3 separate regions of the Mus musculus genome follow, and all the other regions are linked to region 1. The links are chromatin contacts, called in public Hi-C maps. All regions are on one chromosome and are shown on one strand. The core of a region is the stretch at or near the end of the contact, and the rest is flanking DNA. Distances in the headings are between cores, read along the strand shown. Region 1 holds the start of Hmgn3 (high mobility group nucleosomal binding domain 3). Region 2 overlaps Gm39383 (a long non-coding RNA gene). Region 3 overlaps Gm35746 (a long non-coding RNA gene).

Evidence for each region. A called contact is a pair of places that touch in the nucleus more often than the background predicts.
Region 2: a contact with region 1 is called in a Hi-C map of B cells, with 23 read pairs. The contact joins the enhancer-like site here to the promoter of Hmgn3 in region 1. A contact is called at or near these places in 4 of 39 promoter capture datasets (the C10 cell line, epiblast stem cells, hematopoietic stem and progenitor cells and 1 more), 1 of 484 Hi-C or Micro-C datasets (B cells) and 2 of 9 other capture datasets (adipose tissue and pancreatic islet).
Region 3: a contact with region 1 is called in a Hi-C map of olfactory sensory neurons, with 1.8 times the contacts expected there. The contact joins the enhancer-like site here to the promoter of Hmgn3 in region 1. A contact is called at or near these places in 3 of 39 promoter capture datasets (liver and macrophages), 2 of 484 Hi-C or Micro-C datasets (cerebral cortex and olfactory sensory neurons) and 1 of 9 other capture datasets (liver).

What each region holds. Positions count from the first base shown.
Region 1 is chr9:83,145,224-83,147,935 of GRCm38.p6, forward strand. It overlaps Hmgn3 (high mobility group nucleosomal binding domain 3), which reads right to left and starts at 1,384. Exons shown (of 6, transcript NM_026122.4): 1 at 1,208-1,384. The coding sequence starts at 1,222.
Region 2 is chr9:83,036,062-83,038,773 of GRCm38.p6, forward strand. The region is part of intron 5 of Gm39383 (a long non-coding RNA gene); the gene reads left to right. Among named protein-coding and RNA genes, the nearest start is that of Gm39383, 29 kb to the left of the region's middle. Within about 2 kb of position 1,375, at least 36 of the 459 cell types and tissues checked have an H3K27ac peak or open chromatin away from gene starts, as enhancers often do. A contact at or near this core is called in B cells, where this site is marked.
Region 3 is chr9:83,066,914-83,069,625 of GRCm38.p6, forward strand. It overlaps Gm35746 (a long non-coding RNA gene), which reads right to left. Exons shown (of 3, transcript XR_379662.2): 3 at 1,187-1,655. Among named protein-coding and RNA genes, the nearest start is that of Gm35746, 4.5 kb to the right of the region's middle. Within about 2 kb of position 1,363, at least 7 of the 459 cell types and tissues checked have an H3K27ac peak or open chromatin away from gene starts, as enhancers often do. A contact at or near this core is called in olfactory sensory neurons, where this site is marked.

The sequences.
Region 1 (2,712 bases), core at 134-2,633:
TGTAGATCCCCACAACCCACACGATAGGAGAGAGCCTACTACTGCAATCTGGGTGTCAGTGCCTCCTGTGAATACAATCAATCAATCAATCAATGTAATAAAATACATTTTAAAGGAGTGGAGTTGTTTATAATAAAATTCTTAGTGACGATGCATAAGGAAGCAAAAGCTTCTAAAAATTTTAAAGCTTTGATAGTTTTAAATAAAGCAACCACACACACACACAGTGCACAGTCTTCGGGAGAAAACGGTATTAACCAAGTTTCAACTTTAATGGCCAAGATGGTTGACTTGGGTCCTTTGGGCAGGTGGCAGGAAGGTTTTTTTCTTAGGACGCAATCCTCACACATCGCTTTTCTCTGGGAGGGGTAGAAAAATATCTGCCCTTCCTTCACCAGTCCAATGACAAGTCGAAGCCCCACCCTGAGGGAGCTGTGTGGCCCCACGTGTGGCTCATGACGTCCCTGCGCGGAGGGGACACAACCCACCAGGGGCAAAGGAGAGACTAAAAAGACCTCGGTTCCCTGCCTGGCCAAGCGTGGGGTCGTGGGTGGGACAGTGGCAGGGGCTTGGTGGCCCCTGACCTTGGCAGGGTCAGTGAGCTTGGCACCAGTCCCCTTCTTTGCAGCCTACCCGGCGCTGCGCACTGCCCCGCCCGCCCTCGCGGCTGGTGATTGACACCGGAGTGGGTACATACGGGTCCGCGGCGCAGCAGGGCTGGCGTAGGGAAACATGGCTTTCCCTCTCCCGGCCTTCCGCCCGCATCGCGCTCGCCCAGGGCACGGCCCAGGGGACACTCCGGACCCCGCCTAGCTCCTCTGAGTGCTTCCACGTTTTTCGATTTCCCTGGCCCGGGAGACTCCTCTCATTGCTTTCCCTCCACCCTGAGAACAACCTGAGTTTGCCAAGAGGAAACTCCTGCGAGGGGGATGGATACCCGCCCTGGCTGCTGGCAAGAGATGGAAACCATTCCAAGCAGGAGTTGATGGAGAGGGGAGGACGTCCCTGGAGGGAAAGTAACACTCAGAGCTCCGTGCGGGGCGAGCGAGGTCAGCAACAGGCATTTGCAGAAGGAGCGGGCAGCGGCCGTGCCCAGCGCCTGAGTTATTAGGCGCATCGCCGCGTTCATCGCAGCGCAGGGGGCTTACTCCAAACACACTCGAGGGCCTGCGAGCAGGGTTTTTTTTTCCCCCTTTACAGGACTTACCTTTCTCTTCGGCATAATGACTACGTTGGTGCAGCAAAAAAAGTAAAGCAATGTTCTGGGCCGCCTGGCACACTGCTGGATGCTGCCTGGCCGCTGCTGCTACTCCCGCAATGGGCTCGGCTAGCCCGGCCTCTCCGACCTGCACCTCCGCTTCCTCCCCCGGCGCTCCACTCGCTCGCATCCCGGTCCCCCAATGGCGAGCCCTGCCAGCCAGCCGCGAGGCCCCATTGGCTAAGAGAACGTTCTAAATTCCACGAGGGCACGCCCACCCCCGTTCACCCGGTACGCGCAGTTGTAGTTTCCACTTCACTGGGAAAAAAAAAAAAAATCTGCCTGGCGACTGAGCATGCCCAGTTCAACTAGTATCCTTCAGGCTGCACTAACTTGGAGTTTCATTGTTTGACGTGCCTTCTTTGGATTAAACCATTGTGCATCTTCATAGGAAAAAAAAGTTTAGTATTAAGTAATGCTGGGTTAACTTTATAAAGTAAATAGGGCCACGGGGTGCCTTGTACAATTGTTACTTATAAAAGCTTGTAACGGGTGTTCATGGTGCGGGTCTATACAGGGTAGGAAGGTCTGTTCTGGAAGAGTTTCCACAGTTTCTAAGGTTCTCAGTTCCATCTCTAGCAAATACCATCCCCCATCCCCATAGTTCCTTGGTCTAATTGTTTTGTTTTTTGTTTTTCTTTAAGTCTGTGTTACAAGTCATATATGAATTCAGCCAATTATTCAGCTATGTGTGAATAATTGTTATAATTGATATAAATGTTTGTTGTGGAAACTAAGGGGAAATCGAGAAATGTAGGAACAAATAAATCACTTATATATTAAATATGTACATTTAAACGACACCTGCCAGGTTACCATTTTGTGTATAGTGTAATGTTTCTCGACATTCCGCAAAGAATTGCAAAATACATTATCTGAATTTATTTAAGACCGGTTTTATCCTGACTAAAGACCTCAGACCCGGGAGGCTGGGGGGGGGGGGATTTTTTGGTCAACATCCTTCATAAACATAGGCACAAAGACACAGACAAAATTTTATCAAATCAAATTCAACAACATTTTTAAAAAGCTAATACATAACCAGGGGAGTTGAACCTGGGAACACAGGATTCGTTCTGTGAATCAAATCATCCTGAAAATCAATCAGTGTGATCATAGCACTGATTCTATTATAATTATATAATATGATATATAATTATATTATGTTTATTATAGCACAAAGCTATAATCGGGACTGTGACCATCTCAAGGGCTGCAGGGGGAATGCTAGGGAATGGGTGAGCAAGTCATGATAAGTCTACAGTAGAATATTACTCTGTGATCAAAGAAATAAGTTTTCCCTGATGAGATAAATAACAAAAGAAAAATGCTAAATGGAAGTCAATACAAGACACTATACTGGGTGGTTTTGTTTATATGAAATTCCAGGAAAAACAAAGCAAACTAAGCAAGATTAGCCCGAGAATCATTTACAAGCCAAAAGACATCTTAGG
Region 2 (2,712 bases), core at 125-2,624, 110 kb before region 1:
ATGATGGCATATTCAGGAATGCTTAAGCAAGCGTTTGAAGAGTAAACTCAGATTGGAAACATTCAAATCGCTATCACCTTGTGAATGAATTAGGCAGTTGTGGTTTGTACGTCCACATGTGGGCTACTATCAGATAGCAAATACACATAATAGCAGATGCCATAAACTTCAGGGCATAAAACACTATGCTTAGTGAAATCATACACAAGGGCTGCATATTGTGCTACTCCATTATACGAAACTCTAGAAAACCATAAAGTTAGCAAACTAGTCAAGATTTTCTAGAAAGAAAGAGGGAGGGCTTAACTGCAAAAGGAGAGAGGACAATGAGAATGGAAGTGCTCCATCATGGGTGGAGTGGTGCTCATACTCTGCATTCAACTTTCCAGGTCCATGGAAGCATACACTTAAACTCTATTGATTTCATATTCATGAAATACACTTCTAAAACACCTACAAAACATGTTTGTCCAAGAAAAAAATAGAAAACCCTTTTATCAGCCCCATACTCCCCATGGTGAAATCTGACAAGTCCAAAAGGAGGGTGGGTCCAAGACTATGGCTGAGGAAGAGAGAATACCCCTAGAGGAGTAGATAAAGGACAGAGTAGCCATTGGCAATATAAGAAGAGTTCTAAGGAACTTTTGGAGGTAGGGAGCCATATTAAATGCTCTGATATCGGAACCATCATAACCTGGGGCTTACTACCTCTTCTCATGTGCCCTCTCTCTTTTAAGTATTTTGTCTTACACCTCCTTCTTTGGTACCCGTGAGCACCCTGCATAGCTCTCTGCTGAGCTCTGAGCTTTTATACTTTGTCCCATTTACTCTCTCTAGATCAGTTGCTAATTGTCATGTTCCAATTATTATACCAGTGATGACCAAGCCACAGCTTCCGAGACTTCTCCTCCATGCAGTCAACCTGAAGGATTGAGACCAGCGACTTTGAGGCTGGAGATATGGAAAGGTAGAGATGGCCTTGGAGGAAGGAGAAGGTAGAAAAATGAGGGAGAGGGACATTGTTTCAAAATCGTTCTAGATTTAGCAACATTCTCTCATAACACTTTCTAGTTCTTTGAAGAAGACAACACCCTGGAAGCTACTTGTTTGGCTATTATTTTTTTCTGGGAGATTTGGAAACTTTTGACAGGCTGTCATCTTAATTCTGGAACTCCTCAAACAAGACAGTGGATTTGGGTCTTCAGTAGGTATTTGATACCCAGCTAGGCATTCTCTCTCACTCCGTGCTTCCTATAGAGCTAAGCAAAGTACACTGTGCTATTTCATGCTCCTGCCTTTAGCTGCTTCTTCTGCTTGGGATGCCAGTCCTTTGACCAGCTTTACCCTCCAGTGCTACTTCAGTGAGTAAACTCTTACTTTCACTTCCAGCAATAGCTTAAAAATCCCCTTTAGAATACCTCTCTGCCTCTGGGGACTTGTGCCGAGCCTGTACTTTCTAAATTTTTCTTTTATAAGTTCTTCTTGAAAATGATGTTGTCATATCTTTTTTCCCCTTCATACTTAATTCTGACTCTTGCACCTTGCTTGATATGTGACATTCAGCAGACCACTAACCAACATTTATAAAATGGATCATTCCTTTCCTACCAATCTCATGTAATATAGAGAGTAGCATTATTCCTACATAATTATTAGGCTTGAAAAGAGGATAAACCCCAAATCCCTTCCATGGAAACTAGTTACATGATGAGTCAACACTTACTAAGGTGGATGCCAAACCTCAAATCCTTGGAGAGAGCTGTTACGGGGACTTCCAATGGCTGCTAAAATGAGATATAAATAGACAGTAATGCAACCCAGTTTTCATTAAAGAGTTCTCTAAAGATAAAATAATAAATTCACTTGTGCAATACCTTTGGCATCAGAAGTTTGCTACATTAGCTTGGAAATTAGATGGAAAGTCATGAAGCAGTTATATAAAGTAAATTTTCATGGGGCCTAATTCAACCTTATGCGAGGCAAGTGCCAGTGCTAACTCAACTGATTTTTTAAAAAGTACTTTTAAAGTACTATAATTCAGTTATCTACTTACTCTTAGAAGTTCGAATTAAAATGTGATTAGTGGAAATTTTCTAACCACAGCAAATGAAATAAAAGAATACTGTTAGCATGTAAGACAAGCTCATAGTTTGTGTGTGTGTAGTCTGTGCACACCTCTCCAGGAGAAACTTAATGACATGCAGGTGATCACACAGACACTTCTCCAACAGTCATAAGAACGCTGGAAGAGGGGCGGAAAGCTCAGAACGGAGCCTAAGATCAGCGTGATCCTTGTGAGTGCCAATGAGATTTGAAAACAGAAAATATCACTGATTTAAGTCCAGCAGTGACAGCTGTTTAAAAAGTACAGGCACAAGTCGGGTGTAAAAGGAAAACAGCGGTATCAAAATGCAAAAGAACAAGAACCCTAAAACCAAACAAAAGCAACATGAAAAACAAAAACAAAACACTTCTCCTGCCTGGTTAAATCCTTAGCACCATGATCACAAGCAGAAAACAATAAGTAAATATAAACCCAAGGAACTTGGAAGTCTCTCAATTTTAATAAAGTGTGTTGATCAATGTTTATTTTAATGTAACTGGATTAAGAAACTCCCAGGATTCAAGGCCAGCCTGGTCTACAGAGTGAGTTCCAGGACAGCCAGGGCTACACAGAGAAACCCTATCTCACAAAACCAAGAAAAGAGGAGG
Region 3 (2,712 bases), core at 113-2,612, 78 kb before region 1:
AGGACAATTTGCAGGAAGCAGACTGTCTCTTCTTCTACCGGGTGGATTCTGGGCATCCGACTCAGGGCATGAGGGTTGGGCATCTGACTCACTCAGGGCATGAGGCACCTTAAAATGTGGCAGCCTGGATACTGATATTTTTTATTCATACCTCATATGACTATACAGTGAAATTTGAAAACAAAGGCCATTTTACCCAGGTATATTAAGGCAAAGAACCATGTACAGCCCTCATCCCCCCGCCCCCCCGAACCCCGCATCCCACTCATCAGGAACCTTGATTGTGCTGACAGCGTTCATATTTGCATCCCTGGGCAGATCTCATTTTGCATCCCCAGATACAGACAGCCTGGTGCTTCTGCGGGCTCCATTTGAGCTCTCCATTTGGAGAATAACAAATTCAGCATGCCCCAGATGATTCTGTGTCCCTGAATCCCAGCACCTGCTGGTGTGTCTCCAGAGAAGAATGACTAGGTAAACAGCGTGTCCAGCTGCTGGAGCAGGAACACGGGCAGGTTCTGGGTTCCTCCTCCTCTCCCCTGAAGCCCGCTTAAATCTCCAACTCAGTCATTTCTACCTGCCCAACACTCTGCACCTGTTCTGTTCCCACCGATCCTTTAGTTTCTGTGGCCTCTGCCTTCCTTGGCACCCCGGCACGGATCCTTCGGTAGTACTGAACCATGCTGAGTTCCATGTGGAACAAAGTTCTTTGGTTTGGTGGGGATGAGGTGGGGTGGGGTGAGAGTGAGAAAGTGCAGGTGGATGGGGGGGGGGGGGGAGTGTCGGGTCCATTTTGCTTCCTTTGCCCAGAGCACAAAACTGCTCATCACCCATTCACTGTCTGCTGTGTTCTGTAGCTTCTTGGGGACCCACTCCCTCCATTTTTCTCTTGCCTCAACTCACCTATCTTTATTCTTCCATTGCTCTGTGACTTCTCCCTTTCTTGTACATTTTAAATGTCCTTCCCAGACTCATTTTACTACTGAATTGTTATCAAGAACCAAAGAATTTGGTGCCTACTTCCATAAATACAAATGTATGAACATTTTATCCATCACAGTCCCCAGCTTTATTTTTTCTGTTTTGCAACATTCTGGTAAAGGCTCCTCAATTTGAATATTGAGGAGAGAATTTCCATAATCTCTCCTGATTGCCTTTAGCTTACCGTTTAGGCAATTTGTAGGAATCTGTTTTCTTCTTCCCTGATGCGGATCCAAGGCGTTTTACTTGAAATTGCCCCCAGGGACTTGTAGTGCTCTCTGCTGCATCCCCAGAGACTTGGGTTTAGATATTCAGTCATACGTTTAATAAGGGAAAATATTAGCCAGTGCTAGGCTGTGTCATTCTTGGAGAACATTCTCCCACATTGCTTCCCCAAAGTGTGATCCGACTTGGCTGGTCTTCTGTCACAGTTTGGCTTCTTATCTGAATCTTCTACTCTTGGCTTCTGGTTTCTTCTCTTAGCCACTTCATAATTGGCCCAGGCTTGGCTTCCTACCAGTGTCCTCACCTCCTTGTTTGGAGGCGATGAGCCTGCTGCTTGTCTGGTCTTGATCCTGGCAAGTTCAGGGCAGGGTGTGTGGCTGCAGTCGAGTGCTCACACTCATGTTCTCGGGTTGCGTCACATCTACAGCCCATGTGATCCTCACAGCTCCCTAGAAAGGAAGACACTTGTCACCTTTGAAACCTTTCATAGAGTGAGGTGCATATTCTGTTTGACACAAGGTTGTTACGAATCTCAGGTTGGCTGAGGAAGACCTTGGACTTCCAATCTTTACCTCCACCTACTACGTCCTAGGACTCCATTCCAGGTGTGTTTTTTTTAAGGGTCCCAAATTGAGTAGCCGTACTTCCCTTAACTGATTTTTCTCTCTCACCTGTGGACAGAATTTAAGAATTCATAACTCTGGGTAATATGTGTCTGAGTTTAACACAATCTCTTTCTAGAGCCTCAATTCCTCTTGGGAAAAGATAATTATTTGGGGTTTTCTGTTCTGCTTACTCAGTTCCAAGGCACTGTCAAGACTGCATGTGGGCAGAGTGGTCGCAAGAAGAGGCTTTCTGACTTTCAGTTCAGATGATGGGCCTCAGGGATCCACAGTGGACTTTGAGTTGGATGCCTGTGTGGTCCTTGAGCTTGTGATTGCTGGTTGTGGGTGGTTCCTTTGACCTCACCACTCGTCCACTTGCCTGTATGCCTCACCTCTGGACGTTGGTAGCCCAATGGTCCTTTCAAGGTCCTTTCTTTAACCCCCAAGATTCGTAGGCAATTCTGTATTAGATGCTAACTGCACACAGGCTAAAGAGGCAGAAGCACAGACCCTCTGTTCTAGGTAACTGCTCATCTCATGCTCCCTCGTGTTCTAGAAGGAAGAAAAGGCCATCAGCTTTGAATGTTCCCCAGCGCATCTGACACTACACATTCCGCGGGGCTCTACCTGTTAGGGACTGTTGAGAGCAAGACTCATTCTCTGACTCTGTCGCTCTTCTCTGCTGAAACGCTCACCTGGGCTCGGATAGGCTGACACTGCTCTCCTCTTTGATCTCTGTTCTTTCTAAGCTGCAAGGTCTTCCCTCAGATCTTATCCTGAATTCTCTCCGTTCCCAATTTTTGGTGATTTTCCATGAATAAAGTCAACAGGAAATAAAACGTATTCAACAAATTGCTGAGTTTTTTGATAAGTCTGAATTTCAGGACATGAGAGTGGGAAG